2 separate regions of the Sus scrofa genome follow, and region 2 is linked to region 1. A link is a contact called in public HiChIP or PLAC-seq data. All regions are on one chromosome and are shown on one strand. The core of a region is the stretch at or near the end of the contact, and the rest is flanking DNA. Distances in the headings are between cores, read along the strand shown.

Evidence for each region. HiChIP or PLAC-seq counts read pairs in DNA pulled down with a chosen protein or histone mark.
Region 2: an H3K27ac HiChIP or PLAC-seq map of alveolar macrophages shows a contact between it and region 1. The contact joins two enhancer-like sites. A contact is called at or near these places in 1 of 47 Hi-C or Micro-C datasets (embryonic fibroblasts) and 1 of 2 datasets of contacts at active chromatin or transcription factors (alveolar macrophages).

What each region holds. Positions count from the first base shown.
Region 1 is chr1:29,148,399-29,155,080 of Sscrofa11.1, forward strand. No RefSeq gene overlaps it. Among named protein-coding and RNA genes, the nearest start is that of ALDH8A1, 91 kb to the left of the region's middle. Within about 2 kb of position 3,798, at least 18 of the 83 cell types and tissues checked have an H3K27ac peak or open chromatin away from gene starts, as enhancers often do. A contact at or near this core is called in alveolar macrophages, where this site is marked.
Region 2 is chr1:29,395,200-29,401,881 of Sscrofa11.1, forward strand. No RefSeq gene overlaps it. Among named protein-coding and RNA genes, the nearest start is that of ALDH8A1, 340 kb to the left of the region's middle. Within about 2 kb of position 3,167, at least 8 of the 83 cell types and tissues checked have an H3K27ac peak or open chromatin away from gene starts, as enhancers often do. A contact at or near this core is called in alveolar macrophages, where this site is marked.

The sequences.
Region 1 (6,682 bases), core at 2,548-5,047:
AGAAAGACAAAATGTCATCTGTTCTAGAATGGCAGTCCGGCCTAGGTCAATCAAAAACAGCCAATCCTTTCTGAAATTTAGCCCTTTGTTGCTACGCCTTAAGGACCCTGATTTCCTCTATCCCTTTCTCTTATCTCTGCATAAAGACCAGTTCTTCCGGGAGGCCCTGCCTGATTTGGATGCAAGAGCAGACCTGCTCTCTTTGCTCTGCATCCCCTGTAAATTCCACAGGAGCAGGACCTGGATCCTTCCATAGTACAATGCGGGGCTCAAGGTAGGCAGCCATTGTGGGTCTCATTTTTTTATATCACATTATGTCTCATTTTTTTACAGAGGTCAGTTGTTCAGTTGAGCTCATTCCCTATGCATGCTTCTCACAAAAGGTGACCCCAGTGAATGTGAACGCTTCTGCTTAGCAATGGCATGCACCTTGTCTGGATGTGGCCGTTGCTAAGTAGAAAAGACCCCTTGAGGTCTAGAGGCTCAGGTTGTAGTTTGCCCAGGGCTCTCAACAGACACAGAGTCTCAATCCACTCAGTTCCAACCTCTTTCTTGAACGCTTAGAGTTTTCATTTCTTATTTGTTAGGCAGTGATAACCACAAACAGACATCCCCTTTCGGAAGGCCAGGTATGGAGAAGAAATTCTCCTGCTGAGGCTTTGATGGTCATATGACTTTTACAACCGGCAGAGGTGAGCCAACATGGCCCCAGGCTGTCAGCTGCATAATCTGGCTTCGGAAAGTTCCAAGCCTTGGAGGCAGCTCTGAGCAGAGCGGAGTGTCAAGGGAGCCAGTTGCAAGAGCGTGGGAAGCTGAGGAGGCAGCGGGCCCTGGGTCATTCCCACCTCCCTGGGGCCTGTCCACAACCACTTTTCTGGGAGGCAAATGCAGAAATGATGCACCTGAATCTATGCGCTAACTGTTGAGCTGGGCCAAGGAGAAGCTGAGTAAGTCTAATTACTCTTTGTGGTCTGGCAGTTTCAGAAGCATGACTGTCCATTTTGTTCTCCATCCCGTGGAGTATTCACTTGATGAATGGAGTGTCAGCCTCCACATAAAACACTATGGTAACTGCCTTGGCCAAAGCACTATATCATATGATATTGGCTTGTAGCTCTATGCGAAATGTCTGGCATTGATTTGGAGAGAGATGCCAGCTCAGACACATACCGTGTATTGTCTTTGCAAAAGCATGGAAAAAGGAATAGAGTTTTTAAGACCTGATGCTTGGATGAAGGTAGTTAAAAACAGAAATAATAGCAGGCCTCACGGGATTGTCTTTTGAAGCATGATTTTTGTAGGTAGATTCTTTACTTGTTTAGCAAAGCAGAAACAGAAAACATTGACCCACGTTCAGAAGCAGAACATTTTTAAAAAGAAACATTGGCCTCTAACTCATCAGGTTAGAACTGGTTGCCAAGATTGTCTTTTAATGACACCTACCCGTGGATTATCTTTTCCTCTGTCACCAATGGGACTGATGTCTTTACAAAGCCAATGGAAACAGCCTTTTCTAGAAATCTTTACACAACTGTACCTTTCCGATGCTGAAGGTGACCTTTCTTACTCCTTTGTTCTTCAGCCTGTGGTGGATTACATTTGCCTTATTCTTTTATCACGTCTTTTAGTCTGAAAAGTTTCTGCCTATTTCTTTTATGAGTGCTTTTAAATAGAATGCCTATCAAATTATTTTCTCATTTATAAAGCAGGCTCGTGTTGAATGAGAATGAGATGATTAAAAAGGATGATTGTGAATATTTAAATGTACTTTCAGAGAATTTATATGGGAACAAAATTGGAAGAAAACCCAGAAAGTTTCTAATTTAAAATTATTTTATCTTTCTGATAAATATTTCATGCTCTTAGCTATCTTTGTTACAAAGAAATGGATTGGGAGCCAACAGGTCTGAGTTCTTGCTCCAACGCTGGCCAATAATTCATGTGCAGGGCCTCTGTTCCACCAGCTGCTCAATGAGGGTGTTTTTTTTAATGAAAAAAACCAAAAACCAAAAAACAAACAAACTTCAAAATGGCTGGAATGAATAAAGTACTTTATTTCCTGGAGATCTCAAAACATAGTCTTTTGTTGTAGCACAGACTACAATGGTATCTTATTGTATATAAATTCCAGGTTCTCCAGGATGGCATCTAAGGATCTTCGCATTGTCTTTGCAAAAGCATGGAAAAAGGAGACCTGATGCTTGAATGAAGGTAGTTAAAAAGAAACAATAGCAGGACTTGCAGGATTGTCTTTTGAAGCAAGATTTTGGTAGGTATTCTAATTATTATTTTTTTTAATTTTTTTCTTTTTTTTCTTTTAGGCATATGGTAGTTCCCAGGCTAGGGGCAGAATCTGCGCTATAGCTGCCAGCCTACACGACATCCACAGCAACTCCAAATACTAGGCATGTCTACAACCTATGCAGAAGCTCATGGCAAGATCCTTAACTCATTGAGCAAGCCTAGGGATCTATCCTGTGTCTTTGTGGATAATAGTCAGGTTCATTACTGCTGAGCCTTGACAGTAACTCCTGTATTCTAATTCCTAACTGCCTTTTGGCAGCTCTTCCCATTTGCTTTCTTGGGCTCTTTCTTTTGGTGAATACAGTAGACTATTTGCTATTCTTTATCAAACCATGTACTTTCTTGACTCTGGACACTTGTTCTTGCTGTTCCCCCTGCCAATCATGCCATTCCCACCTCTCTTTACAAACCAAAGACCTACCTACCTTCAAAACTTAAGTCCAATGTTTTCTATTTTTTGAGCAGCTTTTTGTAATCTAAGCAAAATGATTTTTCCCCTTCCCTTTGAGCTTACTTGTAATAGAGCACTCGTCATATAAGAAAATTGTTTGTTGATGTATTTTGTTTTCTAACTCCAAAATTAGGATCCTAAGGGCAGGGGAACTAAGAGATTAGTAAATGGTTGAGAACACCAATGATGAGTGAATAGATGTACCTGTCTGAAATTAGCTCACATGCTTGTTCACAGAACTGTCTTGGGAAACACCCAGAATTATTTCAAAGGCAACAAAAGTGTCCTGGTTTGTTGGTAGGTGGGGAAATACAAGGGTTATATCAGCAAGGCTGAATGAAAAGCGTAGTCTGGATCTTCACAAGAAAGCATATTTCTTTGATTAAACACATCAATTGGCAAAAGCCCCCAATCATGGTTAAGAGTGTTATTTTGCTGAAAACTCAAATCAAGAAACACTCAAAGGAAAACAGCCATGATGGGTATCGTCCTTGAGGTGGATTTTTTTTTTTTTTCTTTTTGATTTTTAGGGCCGTACCCTTGGCATTTGGAAGTTCCCAGACTAGGGGTCGAGTCAGAGTTGCAGCCTATGCCCCAGCCACAGCAACATGGGATCCTTAACCCACTGAGCAAGGCCATGGATCAAACCCACATCCTTATGGGTACTAGTCAGGTTCATTACCACTGAGCCACAACAGGAACTCCAGTGGTGGATGATTCTTGATGGCTGTGTTGAAATTTTGGCTTAAGAGGAGAAAAATGCTAGTGGGCAAAGGAGTTAGGGGAGAGAGTTCCACGGGGAAATGCTGGGTTTTGGAAAACTCAGAGAAGAAAAGGATCCAGAGATATAGTCTTGGGAGATCTGGAACAGCAGAGATGGGCAAGTGGGACGTTTTTCATCCCCTTGGATGAGCTGAAGCACAGCTCCCCTAGAAAATTCTGATAAATTGCCACTAGATGACGCTGTTTCCTCATTAGGCAGATAGGATGTCACCAGGGTGGCCCCACTCCACAGAGGCAGGAGTGTCAGCCTCAGGGCCTAGGATCTGCTTCCAGCTCTGCTCTCTGCAGAACGAGGCCTGGAAGGAACGGACCTCTGAGGCTGGAGGGATCTTTCATTTGTAAAACAAACCAACAAACAAAATCCTGGACTGGGTCATTTCTAAGGTCTCTCCAATTACTTTTTAAATTTCTTTTTTTTTTTTTTAATTCAAACCTCAGTGACGCCTTTTATGTGAATAAACACTTTGTACAAACATATCAATTTTTATTTAACAAAATCTCATTTAGATACATAAACTCTGTACACCATGGCACACCTGTGTGGACTGGTATCCCTTCTGGGCCTAAACATTTCTCACGTTAAATCTTATTTCTGCCCTCAAAGAACTGTGGAGCTAGAAAGAATCTTAGAGGGTGCGCGTTTCTGTCCTTTAGTTTTCATATCTAATATCTAAGCATAAGCTTCTCTGGGGGGGCGGGGTAGAATCATATCTTGCCCATCGCCACCCCCTTTTAGGGGCCATAGTTCCGCAACTACGACTTGTGCTCCAGGGCTGTTCTGCCTTGCATTCTCTTATGCAGGCTATTTGATATCACATGTAGGTTTTGAAGCTCTATCAAAACGTACTTGACCACTGAATAAAATGAATGGCATGGAACACCTCTCTACTGGGTTTGAGCTACTTTTCTCGCCTACTCTTGGGACAGGATTCTACAAACAGTGCTTTGCTCTGTGTTTGGCTCAGATGGGTTCAGTTAGGTGGGGCTTAAACTCTAAGGCAAGAATATGGTGCTGGGTTGAATGCTGTAACTGTGTCTATCCCTTCCCCCCAACTCCAGAGGAAGTCCCCAACTCCAGAGGAAGTCCCCCAACTCCAGGTCTCTGCCTCGTGCTTATCCTTCCTGGAGCCCCCGTCATTTTCACGCACAGAAGGGCTGCTTTTCCTGGTGAGTCCTCAAGGTCATTGGTCTGCTGCTTCCTATAGTAATCGTAACAACAATTTATCTCCTGTAAACAAAACAGCATATCCTTAACCTACATACCACGGTTAAAATAGTATCCTAGTAGGACAAGAGTTGCTGACTGTGAAAGAAAATGGGCAAAAATAAGGGAAAAAGAAATAAGGTTTGAAAACTCAGATGTTTTATTCCATGTCTTATAGATGGCAGTGATATCTATTTCTGCCTGAAAAAGAGGATGGACTTCAATTTTGTTCTTCCATTTTCTTTATACAGCTTCATGAAGACAGTTTTTAGTAGGTATTTAAGAAAAAAGGACAAGCATGCAATGACTCCTGAATGTACTGATGACCCCCTAATGATCTCCCAGGGACCCAGAAATTCCTCTCACCAGATCAGTTCAGACCCCGTGTTCACAGTTAACAAGGTTTCATTAGGGCTGAAAAAAAAATTTGCCTTTGCTTCCAAACATGAGCTAAGCTCTGATAGGGCCCCAGCAGGGAACAGATTTCTCTTTTTATCTTTTTGCTTCCCTGGTGTGTAATCTTGTCTTTTGAAATAGTTGCAATCAGAACAAATTACCTAAAGAGTGGGGCAGGAAAAGATTTCACAGTCATTGTGGGTATTTTTTAGTTTTCTTTAACAATTGGTACCTTCCCTTAGTAATTGAAAATGAGCCAAGAAATCTGTGTGTACTTGGCAGTGTTTTTCTAAGTGTGTGGACGAGAGAGGAGGGCTTTTAAGGTGACACAGATTGCTTCAGCCAGGGCTAGGCAGCTCTGGAAAACCAGCCACCTGCCTTGTGTCCTGGTTCTCTGCCTTCACAGGGACCACAGGGAGTTTGGGGGACAGTTACTGCTAAGGTTGGAGGGGAGGCAGAGGTGGAAGGGTTGAGTGGCTAGTCCTTGGCTCATGTTTCAGAAGCAGAGTTTAGTGTGGTTAGTTCATCCCTCGCAATCCTGAAGAGAGGCTAATGAATGGTGTGCCTCTGAATCCACCCTTGATTTTTGGTTGGTGCTCCAGTCCCACTAGGACCTCAGGTCAGTGTCAGGAAGGTGGGCTTATTGCATCTCTGAAATGCAGGGGTTGCTCTGCACTGGCTGGTTCATGCATCACAGCCTGCCCATCCCATGGGTGTTGCAAAAACCTGTGTCTGCTTCCTGAGGTTCAGGGAAATGAAGAACGGGCCTGGGGTCATTAGGACTAAGCAGACATTTGAACCTCCGAGAGGAGGGATTTCAGGGCATGGTGAGTGTTTATGACATTCCTGGGGGAGGCTTGGAGGGGACACCTACCACTTAAGGTGTCATTTCTTGAGCTTCATACTTGAGTTAGAAATGTCGGAAACAGGAGTTCCCATTGTGGCTCAATGGTTAGCAAACCCAACTAGCATCCGTGAGGATGCAGGTTCGATCCCTGGCCTCACTCAGTAGGTTAAGGATCCGGCGTTGCGGTGAGCTGTGGTGGAGGTCGCAGATGTGGCTTGGATCCAGTGTTGCTGTGGCCCTGGCGTAGGCCGGTGACTACAGTTCCCATTGGACCTCTAGCCTGGGAACCTCCATATGCCGTGGCTGGGGCCCTAAAAGACCAAAAATAAAATAAATAAATAAATAAATAAATAAAAATAAATGTCTGAAACAGAAACAGCCAACTCTGAAAGGTCACCTTCTAGACAAAGCGCCGATGCCCAGGCTGCCTGGGCTCCACTCGGAACACTACAAGAAAATGTGTTGAAGCAGGTGTCAAGGAAAGGTCCATGGGAAAGAGGCCATGTTGCTGATGGAAAGTCTGGTGGAGAGCAACTAACATTCCCGTTCACCATACATATTACCATTAGCCGAATGAGCAGAGATTAGACAGGCCCTTATGAGGACCTCGGGTCCTCTGAGCCTTCTGTTATTTAAGACTAAGGTGCTGGTAGAATCAACCATAGCTGCAAAGTCCAGGGAGACTTCAAGGGATGAT
Region 2 (6,682 bases), core at 1,917-4,416, 250 kb after region 1:
CCATAACTTTGTACTAATGTTACTGTAAATTTGCATGCTTTAGCTAGTATCATTTAATAATTTAAAAATACATTATGTATTTTTTTTCTTTTTTTTTTCAGCAATAGTAGCATACTTTTGCAGCACTGGATGGAATCAGATGGTTGAACTGAAGCCAATTCTAGTTTTTAAAGCAAAGATTTTCATGACACTTCTAGGAGGGCAGATTTAAGGACAGGATGAATCAGTCTCAATATGATAAAGAAAACATCCTGGGTTATTAATTCTCAAGGTCTACATGACCCAAATAGTAATAGCTCAGACACACAAATCCAAAATTTATTCATTATTAAAATTAATGTTTAGTGATTCCTTTTTTAAAAATCTGAAAATACTTGAAAATCAATCAGGAGTGTGAGTGTGTGTGTGTGTGTGTGTGTGTGCATGCATGTCTGTGTTCAAAATAATTCGCTTTTGGTAACTGAAAAATCTTGTCATGAGATACTTGTGACTTCATTTATACCAAGCATATCTTCATAAATCAATGGGAAGCATCTTCATGTATTCCTGGTGCCATAAGAACAATTTCTTTAATAGGAACATTGTTCTATGATTGCAGTTTTCTCTCTGTTTTATCTGGACACAATGCACAGAATTAAGTAAAAATAAGCATATGGATGTACTGAAAACAAAGATCAGACTTTGTGAGGCATCACGTGCAGTGTCTGGAAGCATTTCCTGTCCCACAGGAAGCATTCACATCGTGGCTTGTCATCTATACTGTCTAGCCCAGGGTCTCCTAACTTCCTGGAATAAAACCAAACTAAGCAAAACAATAAAAAATGACCATCTCTCTGTGTTTTGGAATTCCAAAGTCGTATTACTGGAATGCTAAATCTTTCAACCCTACTTACTGGCTATTATGCTGTCCAGAATTAACAATGGTTTTTAATGATTTGTTTTTTTAAATGTAATGCTTCTATACACATCACACAAATCATAACAACTGATTTTACATTTATTCTAAAATTTGCTAATCTTGTGTCAAGGGCAAAATATTGACTTCTTATTCAAAGTAACTTTTGTTTTTACTTCTGTAAAAGGCTTGAACAAAACCCATTCTCCCTTAAACTATTAATTGAGTTTTAGATGTAGGCAGATGACAGGGAAGTGAGTAACAGACCAACAATCCTGTGAATTTACCATTCTTGCCCACTACATGTACTTGTTGGTCCAGTGGCTTCCAAATCTGATACTTGTTTCAACTTTGCCTTTCTAAGAAACCATCCCGTTTGGAAGTAGGGTTATATTTTATCAGGACCATCACTACCAACGACATCACCATCACCACTTCTCAATTTGTAGAAAATTCAGCATTACCTGACAAGTTGGCAAGATGTCAAAAGTGCATAGATTGTTTTAATGAGAATAGTTTCTTCTATTGTAGATGAATTTTAGGGACTCAGGTCAGTTGTGGGGTGAGCGTCCCCATCATACGCTTTCACATCAAACAGATTAGCAGGATGGTCTGGATGCAGAAGCTTCAAGAAATAAACAGAAGTTCTCCATTGTGGCTCAGCAGAAACCAATCTGACTAATATCCATGAGGTTGCAGGTTCAATCCCTGGCCTTGCTCAGCGGGTTAAGGATCCAGTATTGCCCTGAGTTGTGGTGTAGGTCACAGACTCGGCTTGCATCTGGTGTTGGCTATGGCTGTGGTGTAGGCAAGCGGCTCCCTAGCCTGGGAACCTCCATATGCCGTCAGTGCAACCCCCAAAAAGACCCCCCAAAAAAAAAGAAAAAGAAAGAAAGAAAGAAAAGAAAGAAAAGCCACTGCTTTCCAAACCAAGTAGAGAGTGTTGCTTTTACTTTTGAGAATGTGAAACAATGAATGAGGTGTCCCTGGGGTAAAGGGAAAAACAGGAGCTGCAGTTTGGAATGAGGTGAGTGCATATGTGATGGAGAAATGTTTGATTAGTGTGTAATTTACTATCTATTTTTAAAACAAATTCAGGTTATGGAAGCAAATGAAAGATTTTCCTAAAATTTTAGGACAAAAATATTCTCAAGTTATTTTCGGTGGAGTAAGCATTCATGGAGAGTACAAATTCAATCAGCTTAGGAGAAACATTTCAGATTTACCTAATCCAAGGGCTTTACTATACAGGTAAGGAAATAAAGGTAACTTAACCAAGTCCACTAGAATCCAGCTTTTTTTGTCAAGTCTCAGCTCTGATTCATAGCTCTTTGAGAAAAGAGGAAATGCGGAATTAACATCTATTGAATTTCATCCCAGGGCCAGACATGGTGACAACTGCCAAGTATGTCATCTTCACAAGCAGGGGTTAAGGGCTAGGCTCTCAATTACATTTTTTTTTTTTTTAGGCAAGAAATGAATTTATTAAGATAGGGCACTTGTGAGAGATGCAAGCAGGCAGGCAGGGAGGCTCTGTCCAATTACATTTCCTCAGTGGGAAACTGATTCCACCTTTTGTTACCTGTGTGACCTTGGGTGAGTCCCTTAAGTTCTCTGATTCTTAGTTTCTTCATGTGTAAGATGAAGTTCGTAAATGAACCTTCCTTACTGACAAAGATTGCATGAGATAATCCTTATAAAATCCTTAGTGGTGCTTGGCACGTAATGATGGCTCAATGAATATCAAATTAAAAAAGAGGAAAAGAAATTTTGCGTGTCATAGGGATGGGGTGGGGGATAAATAAGTGGGAGTAGATTTTATGTCTATTTTACAAATGGGAAAAATTATAGTTGGGTAAAATTCATACTTCTCCAACAAGTTGCAAAAATAGAAGCTGAAGTTTTATCTGTTTGAACCCAAACTTCAGGGTGTGTCTGCTACATCACAATGTCTTCCTCTGAGAGGAGCAGGGGATAGAAAGAAGGCGGGACCATCTACTTGGAGAGCTGGCTGCTGTGCTCATCCTGAGCTCAGAAAGCCTTCTGGCAGCTTCCCAGTGACCCTAGAAATTGAAGAAGCTCTGAACTGGGTGCTTCCCACGTGGCAGAAACCCATGAGAATATTCAGATGGTAGTGCAAATATCACTCTAGGTTAAAGTCTGGAATGTAACCTTGGCTTCCTTTAGCTAATTAGCATTCCTCACAGCTGACTTACCCCACTCCCAGCATGGGTAGAGCTTGCTCGGTGTCAGCTCTGCCAATGATGTGACCTTGGAAAGGTTACTTACCTCTTCAAGGCTGGATTAGGATAGATCCTCAAGCCACACCCCCAACAAGCGAACACAGCTTCTTAAAGAGGTAGACCCTGAAACCTCTCGTTTTTATGTAAACTTTTCACTAAATAAAGCTTACTTTGGGGGGAGTACACATCCTCTAAGTGACAGTTTCATTAATTTTCATAAAGTAAATACAGTGTCAAATCAAGTAGCAGATCAATCCGGTCCAGAAGACACTGGTTTGAGTCCCCTATTAGTCACTCTTTCCCAAGATAACCCACCATATTCTGACTTCTAACATCATAGAAGCTGTGCCTATTTTTGAAACATATATAAATAGAACCACACAGTGTGTGTTCTTTTGTATCTAACTTCTCTTACTCAACTGAATGTTTGTGAAATTCATCCATATTATTGCGTATAGTTATGGTTTGTTTTCATTGCAATATAGCCTGGGGTCAACTTCCTGTTTTGTGAATAAAGTTTTATTGAAGCACTGACAGGCTAATTTTTTCTTTCTTCTCCCCTGCTCCAGTCCTTGCCCCTGCCCCTCCCCCTTCCCTCCCTCCTCCCTCCCCCTTCTTCTTCCTTTTCTTGATGGCTTATCAGTGGCAAAGTTTTATTATGATCTTTTAAGCAAATACCAACAGGAGAATGTAATAGAATTTTATAAATGTTTTCCGACCAATGGATATGCTCAACTGAATCACATTCTATCAGTATTGGGCAATACCTATCTGTGTGAAAAGACAGATGAGATATATAAAATCTCATTACAGATCAGCAGTAAGAGATGAGTGTTTGCAATTGATTTCGATCGTACTTTGAACTCCAATGAAGCAAACTGTATACTCTCCAAAATAATTTCATTCTTCACATTAATAGACTTATGTTATCAAACATTTTATACAATTATTATTTTGCTTTGAATGTTATCAGTTCAATAGGTGTGAAAAGTGTTTTCTCTCTTGTTATCTAAGTACCTATGTTACAGCTTCAATTTTGCTTTTATTGGCCACAAAGCCTAAATATTTACTTTATGGTCCTTTACAGAAAAAGATTGCTGGTCTCTGCCCTAGACAGTGCCCAGTCCTAAAACTGAAAGGACACCCAATAATTTCTTTGTTTCTGAGTCCTGGATAATTTTTTCCAATAGAGAAGATCACATTTTTTTTTTCTCTTCTAAATGCTATGCTTTATATAGGGAAACTGCACAACAAATAAAAATGGATTATAGATAATTAAGGGAAGGCTATGATGAAAATAAGGTGATATGATAAAGATGATGTGACAGAGTGATGGGGACGCAATTAGACTGGGTAGCCAGTGAAGGCATTACTGAGCCGGTACCTGTGAGTTAACCCTGAATGAAAAAAGGGGTCAGAGGGGCAAAAGTCTTGGGGCAGACTCTAGCAGCACTGTAGAAATCTTAAGGCAGGAAGGGATTTGGTGTTTTAAGCAAAATAAAGAAGGCCAGTGTGGCTATACCAAGGTGAGAAGTGAGCTATAGGGATAGGGCTGGCAGCACCCAGGCCAGTCTCATGTCTGCCTTCTGTTAGATCATGAAATCTTCAGGCTAATTTGTTTCTGTATTGTCTGCTGCTTTCACACAACAGTGGTAGAGTTTAGTTGCAGCAGCGACTGTTTGGCTGTCAATCTGAATATATATTTACTATCTGGTACTTTACAGAAAAAAGTTAGCTGACCCCTTCTCTAGAGTATTCAGTTTCGAGTATATCAACATTACATTATCCGTCCTACCCTTGATGCATATTTGGATTCTTACTAGTTTTGAGTTATTTCAAATAGTTCTACTTTGAACATTCGTACATGTTTTTGGTAACTTATATACATATTCCTATTGGATTATGGCCTGTGGTTTGTTTGTTTGTTTGTTTGTTTTGCTTTTTAAGGAAGCCCCCGTGGCATATGGAAGTTCCCAGGCTAGGGGTTGAATTGGAGCTATAGCTACTTGCCTATGCCACAGCTCACCTGCAATGCCAGATCCTTAACCCACTGAGTAAGGCCAGGGATCGAACCCACATTCTCATGGATACTAGTCGGATTCGTTTCCGCTGAGCCGTAACAGAAACTCCCTGCATTTTTTTTAAACCTCTGATTCATTCTAATGTACAGACAGGTTGGAAACTTCTACTTTAGGGATATTCAGAAAGTTGAAACCTAAAGTATTTAGACTGTCTTGACCAAAGTCACACAGAAAATAATTGGCAGAGCTGAGATTGACAGCTAAATCCCTGTTTCATGAAACAGTTCTGTTTTTCCTTGGTAGTCTCTGTAGTCATTATATCTTTAGACTATTAACTTGGAATGGTCTTTACCAATACAAGTTCCTTCATAATACAACTCTTTTCTGCCATACGTGGTTGTACATTTTCAAGAGCAGGAGTGGATTATATAAACTCACTTAACCTTTCATTCTATAAATAAGCACATCAAAGAATAGGAATATTAATAAGCTGCCCAAAATAGGCATTTGATTTTTACCATGTACTACAAAATGATTTTAACTTCCTGTGGCACTTGCTCTTGTCTTTGGATTTGATAATATTCAGTCAATTAACTGACAAAAGGAATCCCTATTCGCTTAAATTATTTAGGTACTACAGAAATATCTAAATTAAAACTAGTAACTTCTCCTTCCTCTTCCAGCTGTATAGCCTCTCCCCTGATGCCAGGTGATCCTCTTAACAATTGGTATTTTCATCATCTATTTAATATATAAATACATTAAAATTCGTGTAACTGGTTTGAGTACACAATGTTTGATGAGGAAGAAATACAACAATTTTTCTTTAAAATTTTTAATTTCTGGTTTGAGGCACCATTCCCATTAGGTAGGTGGCCACTCAATCTCAGTGAATTTAGAATAATCTCCTTTTTTTCCTTGTAACTGTGCCTACATTTTGGGATCAGGGTGGGTTGTACCAAGAATCTGAGTGGGGGTAGAGCATGGGCAGCATCTGATTCATGGTAACCATAGTGATACTGAGAGTTCTTTCACTCCATCTGGGCCTTGGCCACTGGTTCCCATAGATGCACTGGCTCCTACGGTCAGACCCTGTCAGGTATGGTGGTTTCTGGGCCATGTTTCAGCCAGGGCACTCCCTGCCAGGCTGCCTGAGGCCCTACCTGCTTGGCTCCCTGCAGCCATTTCCTCTGCAGGCTCTTGCACCTTCCCTGGCCTCCACCTGGAAATCGAGGTCATTTTCCTCTGGTCTTACATCCCACCAGCCTCATTTTTGGCATCAGACCCCTTTCTTCCAGGCTCATCTCCAATACCCACTGCTTTCCTTCCAATACACCTCATCTCTCCCCAGTCTGGGAGCACTCCTCTCCAACCTTTAATAAGCATCCTTGTATATGTGTTTTGTAGACGTGTGTTTTCATTCCTCTCAGATATCTTTTTCCAGTCAGGCAATGAGGCGAACCCTGTCTTCTCAAAGCTTAAATAGTTGCAAGTTTGCCTTTCTGGAAGCCAGTTGCTAAGAT